Linked DNA regions of Sus scrofa: all the other regions are linked to region 3. Evidence: chromatin contacts called from public Hi-C and HiChIP or PLAC-seq data. All regions are on one chromosome and are shown on one strand. The core of a region is the stretch at or near the end of the contact, and the rest is flanking DNA. Distances in the headings are between cores, read along the strand shown.

What was found. A called contact is a pair of places that touch in the nucleus more often than the background predicts. HiChIP or PLAC-seq counts read pairs in DNA pulled down with a chosen protein or histone mark.
Region 1: an H3K27ac HiChIP or PLAC-seq map of alveolar macrophages shows a contact between it and region 3. The contact joins two enhancer-like sites. A contact is called at or near these places in 7 of 47 Hi-C or Micro-C datasets (embryonic fibroblasts, fetal skeletal muscle, heart right ventricle and 2 more) and 1 of 2 datasets of contacts at active chromatin or transcription factors (alveolar macrophages).
Region 2: a contact with region 3 is called in a Hi-C map of retroperitoneal adipose tissue, with 3 times the contacts expected there. The contact joins two enhancer-like sites. A contact is called at or near these places in 4 of 5 promoter capture datasets (fetal liver, fetal skeletal muscle and liver), 37 of 47 Hi-C or Micro-C datasets (adipocytes, adipose tissue, alveolar macrophages and 18 more) and 2 of 2 datasets of contacts at active chromatin or transcription factors (alveolar macrophages and skeletal muscle).

What each region holds. Positions count from the first base shown.
Region 1 is chr4:8,257,674-8,260,373 of Sscrofa11.1, reverse strand. The region is part of intron 39 of TG (thyroglobulin); the gene reads left to right. Among named protein-coding and RNA genes, the nearest start is that of MIR9795, 18 kb to the left of the region's middle. Within about 2 kb of position 1,358, at least 16 of the 83 cell types and tissues checked have an H3K27ac peak or open chromatin away from gene starts, as enhancers often do. A contact at or near this core is called in alveolar macrophages, where this site is marked.
Region 2 is chr4:7,913,889-7,916,588 of Sscrofa11.1, reverse strand. No RefSeq gene overlaps it. Among named protein-coding and RNA genes, the nearest start is that of ST3GAL1, 19 kb to the right of the region's middle. Within about 2 kb of position 1,293, at least 28 of the 83 cell types and tissues checked have an H3K27ac peak or open chromatin away from gene starts, as enhancers often do. A contact at or near this core is called in adipose tissue, alveolar macrophages, retroperitoneal adipose tissue and 1 more, where this site is marked.
Region 3 is chr4:8,088,612-8,091,311 of Sscrofa11.1, reverse strand. The region is part of intron 2 of WISP1 (WNT1-inducible-signaling pathway protein 1); the gene reads left to right. Among named protein-coding and RNA genes, the nearest start is that of WISP1, 21 kb to the left of the region's middle. Within about 2 kb of position 1,416, at least 18 of the 83 cell types and tissues checked have an H3K27ac peak or open chromatin away from gene starts, as enhancers often do. A contact at or near this core is called in adipose tissue, alveolar macrophages, retroperitoneal adipose tissue and 1 more, where this site is marked.

The sequences.
Region 1 (2,700 bases), core at 109-2,608, 170 kb before region 3:
CCCTGGAGGCTTACACATGTGCTCAGCTCACATGGTCAGGAAAGAGCGGAGCTGGGATTCACCACCAGTCTCACCGTGCCCTGGGGACTCTAGGGCTGCATCAGAGCTCTCGGGGCAGGAAGAGCCATTTATTGGAGTGAGGGCTGCATAGATAACGATCTCTGCCTCCCCTTTAATGCCAGCAGCACTTGCAAACCCTGGCCTGCGCCCTGTCCGGAGCCCTTTCTCACCCTGGTTACTGCCTCCACCTTTCCCACCACCCCCAGGGCAGCACGGAGGCCTGGACCTGTTCCAGCGCCACTTGCCCGCCCACATGTCTTTCCCTCCATGTCCAGCTGGCACCTACTGCACCCACGGCGGTGGTAGGGCAGTCCCTCGTCAGGCAGCCGTGGCAGAGGACAGACACACCAGGCCAAGGGCTGGCTCTGCCCTTGACTGTCCATGTGACCTTGAACAAAACCCTTCCTTTCTCCAAGTCTCAGTTTTCTCCTCTGTAAAATGGGAATTTTTACCCAACTTCCAAAGTGACGGTGAGGCTCAACTGAGGTGCTCCGTGTGAAAGGGTATAGAGGCTGTGATGGGCTTTGCGAGTCAAGGTCAGGCACTGAACTTCGTGTCTGTTCTCATCTAAGACCTGGAGCGTGTCGCTTGCTGAGTATGGCTGGATGGGTAGGAGGTTGCATGGCCACAGTGATGGAGTCCTCTAGAATGTGGGTGAGCCGGGCAGGCATCCAGCATAGCGGAAGTCTGGGAAGGCTGGGGAATGCGGGCTGGGTGGGCCACGTGGCAGGAGGCCCTGAGTGTTATAGAAGATTCCAGGCCTGCATGAGGAACCTGGAACAGGCTGCGAGTTAAGGCGAAAGGCAGCCGAGTGCCAATGAGGGGAATGAGGGTGACGAACAGATTTCAGATTTTCCTTCAGGGGAGCGGAGGCCACTGCTGGAGCACCGCACGCTCTGCCTGCGTTTTCTTTCCCTTTTTTTGAACACACGACTGACAGTCTGTTAAGTCAGTAGCTCCTTTGGCCAAAGAGATGGTGTGAAACTCAGAATCCTCCCCGTGGCATTCGTTCAGGTGGAGCCTTCCACCGACATGGCTGACTCTCAGGCTTAGAGCATTTCCAGACAGAAGAGAGTGCATTTCCATATGTCATCCATCTGGGAGGGGGTGGGATCGTGATGTCATGGGCTGTCATCTTATTGAGAATTCTGTGGGCTTCTGGGAAGGCAGGCTCATTTTTGCTGCCGGCAGGGCAAGTGTCGGGGGAGGCAAAGGAAACATCCAGAACACCCAGTCCTTCTCACTCCTGACTTGCAACACTGCCTGTTCCTTAAAGCAAATTGTCAGCAAAGAGGGAAGGAAGGTTAGCAGCCCTCTTTCCTGGATTTCATCATTTCACCCTCAAGGCACAGATCAGCACCCCGTGGCCATTTCACTGATGAAACACCGAGGCTCAGGGAGGCTAAGGAACTTTGTGTCCACAGTTGTGAGCAGCTATAAGTGGCATCCTTGGTGTTCATTAAATCCCACTGATGAAACACTCAGAAGTATATTGCTGCCCCCCCCACCATGTTTAGGAACGCCCTTCATTCTTCTGTGTGGGATCAGCCTTTTAAATTCCTGTAGCCACAAGCAGCTTTGCTTTGCTTTGCTTGATTCCCTAGACCTCCTGGTATTTTCCACATTCCAGAGCTTTCACGTCTCTGCCTTCAGCCTCCCTGCAGTTCAGCCCCTAGGGGAGCCATCATTCAACATCATTCAGTCAAGAAACTAGAGGGTGGGGGGCACTGGGATACAAACACTGGCTTCCTGACAGCAGACACAGCCTACCACCCGCTGTTGGCACAGAGCATCCTGTATCCCATGGCAAGGCCCAGAGCAGAGGGATGGTACTCACAGCCTAAAGGAACGCTTAGGAGGGAGAAGAGAGCAGGGGCGATTCAGCTAAGCCCCCAGTAAACTTCTGACACAAGTACATCATCCCCTTCCCCCTTAAAAATCTACATAGGAGTTCCCACTGTGGCTCAGTGGGTTAAGGACCCGACATAGCCTCTGTGAGAATGTGGGCTCAATCCCTGGCCTTACTCAGAGGGTTAAGGATCCAGTGTTGCTGCAAGCTACAGTGTAGGTCACAGATGCAGTTCAGATCTGGCGTTGCTGTAGCTGTAGTGTAGGCTGGCAGCTGAAGCTCTGATTCGACCCCTAGCCTGGAAACTTCCATGCCACAGGTGCGGCCCTAAAAGGGAAAAAAAAATTTAATTGAAAAAATTTTTTAAAATAGAGAGAGAGTTTTTTTGTTTATTTGGTTTTTTTTGGCCTCACCCAAGGCATGTGGAAATCCCGTAGGCCAGGGATCAAACGCCAGCCACAACAGTGACAATGTCAAATCTCTAACTACTGGGCCACCAGGGAACTCCTATAATGGTTTTAAGTTTACAGAATAACTGAGCAGAAAGTCCGGAGTTCCCAAGTACGGCTTCTTGCCCTGCCTATTTCCCATCAGCACCCTGCCCCACTGCAGCACGGTCGTTACCCTTGCTGAGCCCGCAGTGATAGGTCATTATTGGCTAGAGCCCTGCTCTACAATGGGGCTCACTCTGTGTTGTACAAACGTGTCATGACCCGTGTCCGCCGTTCACGAGAATTGCTTCACCGCCTGCCCTGAAACTTCCCTGCGCTCCACCTCCTGGCCCCTCCCCC
Region 2 (2,700 bases), core at 44-2,543, 170 kb after region 3:
GGTGGCCGAGCTGGAGGGCAAGGGCAGGGCTGGGGCAGGACCTTGGCCCCCTGGGCAGGGACCTGGTTTCCCAGGGACCCGGTGCCCTGGGAAGAATCTGCCCAGAGGCATCTCCTGATCAGCTGGGCTCTTTCCCAGCTTCCCACCCTCCGCCGAGCCTACGTGCATCGGACGGGGAAGCCTGACTCTTTCGCAACCGGGACCTGGAGAGGCTGGCCCGTGCATTTTCCGTCTTTATTCGGAAAGCTCAGCTGGTAAAGGGAAGCCACGTGTGTGCAACAGGAAGTCGGGTTTCCAGGACGTGCCTGCAGTCACAGCTCTATTTCTGGAACAATTCTATGGGCTCAGATTTCTTTAGAAAACCTAAGTTTAAATGAAACCCTGACAGCCAGCTTTTCTCTCTCATTGTTTCTGGTCCTGACCCACCACCCCCACCTTCCCTCCTCTTCCATCACAGAGCTCTGGCTGTGAGGAATGTGTAACCTGAAGGCCTTCCTTCAGGGCTTCTAGAAGAATCCCCCCGTCGGACACAGGGCTGCTCCTGCCTTCACTGGGGAGTCCGCAGTGGAAGAAGGATCTGCACAGAAGGAGCCCGGCGAAGGGAATAAGCACAGGAACACACCCAGCTCCTGGTCCACACTGCAGCCCTTCGGATAGCAGGAGGCATTGATGGAGCCTAGGCTGGGGTCCCTCCCTAGGGTCTGGGCTGGTCCGTCTGCCATTCCCTGAGCCCACAGCATGGAGCCCTTGGCCCAGGCAGACTCGGGTCTCACCAGGGCAGGACCAGGGGGCCTCTCACCAGCCAGCTCCTTGATGTGGGTGACGTCAGGGAAAGACGTGGGTGGAGACACTGCCCCTCTGAATCCCAGATGCTCCACCACATCTCCCAGCCTCCCGCCCCTTGTTGGGACCACGTGGGTAGCTCTGGCCCCTGGACCTTGAGCGGAAGCTATGGGTGTCAACTCCAGGCAGAGAGAGTTAAGAATGAGTGAGTCAGACTTCCCGTCTCAGCAGAAATGAACCCGAGGATGCAGGTTCAATGCCTGGTCTTGCTCAGTGGCATAAGGATCCATCGGGATGTAGGTCGCAGACGCGGCTCAGATCTGGCTTTGCTGTGGCTGTGGTGCAGGCCGGCAGTTGTAGCTCCGATTCTCCCCCTAGCCCGGGAACCTCCATCTGGCACGGGTACGGCCCTAAAAAGACAAAAAAAAAGAATTAGTGAGTCATCACCCCCCCTCCCTTTGCCCGTGACCTTGAAGGCCACCGATTGAAGTTGGAGTTGGCACAAGATGAAAACAGCTAGGGGACCCAAGTCACCACAGGGAGAGATTGCCAAACCCCTCAGACTGTGACACTGCAGGGAACAAACCTTGTTATTCGGTTGTAAGTCACTGGGAGGTAGGGCTTACTGGTGGCCGCAGCACTAGCCTGACAGAGCCAGGTCTGACCTTGAATCCTCCTGATCCCTTACAGAGTGTGTGGCTGCAGCAAGTAACCAAGGTCTCTGAGCCCCAGACCTTCCACGAAGGTGGCAACGCCATCTCACCCTTAGGCCTCTTGTGAGAACGAAGTGAGAAAATGCATCACGAAAGCCTGGCACACAGAAAGGACTCAGAGGCTGGGATGCTGCCTTCTTGGCTTTATAGCTACTCTGTCATTTAATACCCACTTTACAGATTGAGAAACTAAGGTTCCAGAGGTCCAGTTGTGGCTCAGTAGAAACGAATCCAGCGAGTATCCCTGAGGTTGTGGGTTCGATTCCTGGCCTTGCTCAGGGGGTTAAAGATCTGACGTCACCATGAGCTGTGGTGTAGGTCATAGAAGAGGGTTGGATCCCAAGTTGCTATGGCTGTGGTGTAGGCCAGCAGCTGCAGCTCCAATTTCACCCCCAGCCTGGGAACCTCCCTATGCCATGGGTGCTGCCCTAAAAAGCAAAAAGAAGAAGAAAGAAAAGAAACTAAGGTTCCAAGAGATCAGGCTTTGTAACACATAGGTTACAAAGCTATGAGTCTCAGAAAAAGAGTAAGAGTCTGGGAGTTCCCACCGTGGCTCAGCAGAAAGGAATCTGACTAGTTTCCATGAAAACACTGGTTAGATCCCTGGCCTCGCCTAGTGGGTTAAAGATCTGAGCTATGAGCCGTGGTGTAGGTCGCAGATGTGGCTCAGATCTGGCATGCTGTGGCTGTGGCATAGGCCAGTGGCTACAGCTCTGATGGGACCCCTAGCCTGGGAACCTCCATATGCTGCGGGTATGGCCCTAAAAGCCACCCCTCTTCCCCCCAAAAAGAAGAAGAGGGAGATCTGAAGCTAGTGAAGTTCTGAGGCCCAGAGTTCCAGGCCTGAGGCCAGCTTTGCAATGGGACACCATTCAAAGCTTTTTAGCCAGTTGACATTTGCTCGGGTTTGAGCTTTTCCGGCTGCATCCAGGCTTTCCCCCCTTGACTCACTTCTCTTGGCTGAGTGGCAGAGATCTCAACGCCCTTCCTTCTCTGGAGGGTGTGGACCTAATATTCTCTGGTGCCAAATCTTTCTACTTCTGACCTGGACTTGTGTGTTTTCTCTTGTGGTTTTCCAGCCCCTTTGGTCCCAACCCAATGGTGCTGAAAATCTGGCTGAAGGTGATTCCATTGCACCCTCTGGTGGCCACTGTCTCTTGTTGTTCTGGTCGATCCCTTGGCCAAGGTCAGGGTGAAACTTCTG
Region 3 (2,700 bases), core at 167-2,666:
AAACTAAATACATCTGTGGGCAGAGAGTGACCTCTGAATTGGACTGTTTGGCTATTTTGGTTGTACAAACAGGATTCTGCATTCAGTGCAGAGGGGTCAGGCTGGAAGGCAGTGTGGTTTGCTGGAAGGACTGTGAAATGTACAGGCAGATGGACTTGGGTTTGGAACCCTGGCTCTGCCCCTCGCTGGTTACGTGACCTTGGGCACGTCACGTAAGGAGCTTGATCTAACCAGCCTTGCGTGGTGGTTGGACTTAAACAAAAGATTTCAGTAGGGCCTAAAATGTGACTGGCTGCTCGTGGTGACTGCCTCGTTTGCCTCAATTGTCCTCTGTAGAGGTCACCTTAGCCCAGTCCCCATCATCCGCACAATTTGGGAGCAGGTTCTGCTTCTAAGCTCAGACTCCCCAGTCGGATGGAGTAGACAATTCATGCATGTTGTTGGGAGCTAGACAACCTGAGCTGGAACCCCAGTGTCATCACTAACTAGCACAATGGTTTTAGGAAGGCTGCTTAACCTTTTTAAGTGTCAGCTTCCTCATCAAGGAAAATGCAACAAATAATGCCTACCTCCTTGGGTGTGTGGGAAGCTGAGTGCCTGATACAGAGCAGAGGCCCAGTGCAGGGTAGGACTCACCCTACCATCCGTCCATCCATCCATCCATCCATTCCCTCCATGAACACAGGTTCGTGATAATACAAGACGGGGTGACAGTAAGGCATGGCCCGCTGTCCCTCCTCTCATGCAGCAGACAGACCCCCAGGAGGGTGGGTGAGGGCTGTGAATGTCCAGAGGACACAGCAAGGTGACTTGAATTCCTGGAAGTTCCTCAATCAGAGGAAGGCTCAGCAACGCGTGCCTGGACTTGCCAGTCAGGATGGTGAAGGAAACTGGCGAGAAGCTGGTCCTTCAATCAGTGAGAGAGCAGGCGAATGAGGAAGGGGAACCAGAGTCTGCTGATGAGACCATCCGCAGCTGTCATACGGATTCATCCATCCCTTACCCGCACCCCAAGCTTTTCAGATGCAGAGGTTCCCAGTTCTGCCGAGAGGCTGGATTCACCAGGACAGTTACCAAGGGCACACAAATAAAAACACCACAGCCCAGCTCTGCCCCCTTATACCCATATACCGGGACATGATGCGGGCATCAAAATGTTAAAGAGCTTCTCTGGCCGTGCCATGGGGCGGCCCATGATGAGAACCACGGTGCTGAGGGCTCCCAGGCACCCAGCACTCCTTCTCCACACACAGAGGCAGAGATGGGCTCCGGCACAGTCCCTTCCCTCCCGCCACCAACACACATGCGCGCGCGTGCGCACACACACACACACACACACCCGCTTGCACCCGCTCCCTGGAGCCAGAGGGCGCCACCGGGAGTGACTCATGAAGCAAAGATGAGTGATTCACCCAGCACTTCCTCCGCTTTGTTTTCCTATATCCCCTCCCCCACTGGTGTCTGGTGGAAGGAAACGGACCCTGGAGTCAGCTCCCCCGGGCCTGGGGTGCAGCTTCATCGGTCGCCAGCTGGGTGACCTTGAGCTGATGAATCACTATCCCCCCTGAGCTCACTGTCCCCCAAAGGAAGAAAACAAAGCTTCCCCGCTACGGTCACTGCCAGGAGCACACGAGATGATGTATCAGGTGGTGCCTGGCATGAGGTCAGATGGGCAGTGCCACCCCCTTTCCTGTCTGCACCTCCTCTGGCAAAATCACCTCCCAGGAAAACCAGCGGTCACCCCCAACATTCCCATAGGCTGTGATCCTGCCCCTGCTGCTCTGCTGAGTCGAGCTCTGTCGCCTTGGGCACGTGACTCGGCCTCGGTGACACTGGGGTTGCTTTAGGTGAGAATGAAGGTGATGACGTGTGCATGCGAAGGCTTTCTTATATGACGAAGTCAGCAACGCCAGGAAACTTAAGATAAAGTGGGTTGGGTGACCAAGAACCTTCACTCCTGTTAGAAGGATTTTTTTCTTTCTTCTTTTTTTTTTTTTTTTTTTTGTCTTTTTAGGGCCACACCCACAGCACATCAAAGTTCCCAGGTTAGGGGTCAAAGCAGAGCTGCAGCTGCCGACCTACACCACAGCCACAGCAACACCAGATCCGAGCTGCATCTGCAACCTGCACCACAGCTCAAGGCAACACTGGACCTTTAACCCAGCGAGTGAGGCCAGGGATCAAACCCACATCTTCATGGATACTATAGTGTGTTTGTAACTGGCTGAGCCACCACGGGAACTTCTGGGATTTTTTTGTTTGTTTGTTTGTTTTTAATGGCTGCATCTGTGGCCTATGGAGGTCCCCGGCCAGGGACTGAACCCCAGCCATAGCTGTGGCCTATGCTGCAGCTATGGCAACACCAGATCCTTTAACCCACTGCACCAGGCTGGGGATCAAACTCATGCCTCTGCAATGACCTGAGTCGCTGCAGTCAGTGTCATAACCCACTGCACCACATCGGGAACTCCAGCGATTATTATTATTATTATTATTATTATTAACCACCTTCAGGCGAAGCCAGGAGATAAGCTTCAACTCCTGGCGGACTGCAGATGCCAAACTAACTCTCCTCGGGTGGACGCTCTTGCTGCCCTAGGCGCTCTGCCTCCGCTTCCAGACACTGTCCTCAGGGCCCACCTGACATCAAGAAAGGGACTGTGGCCGGGGGCCCGGCAGCCCGGATCTCTCCTGGATCCG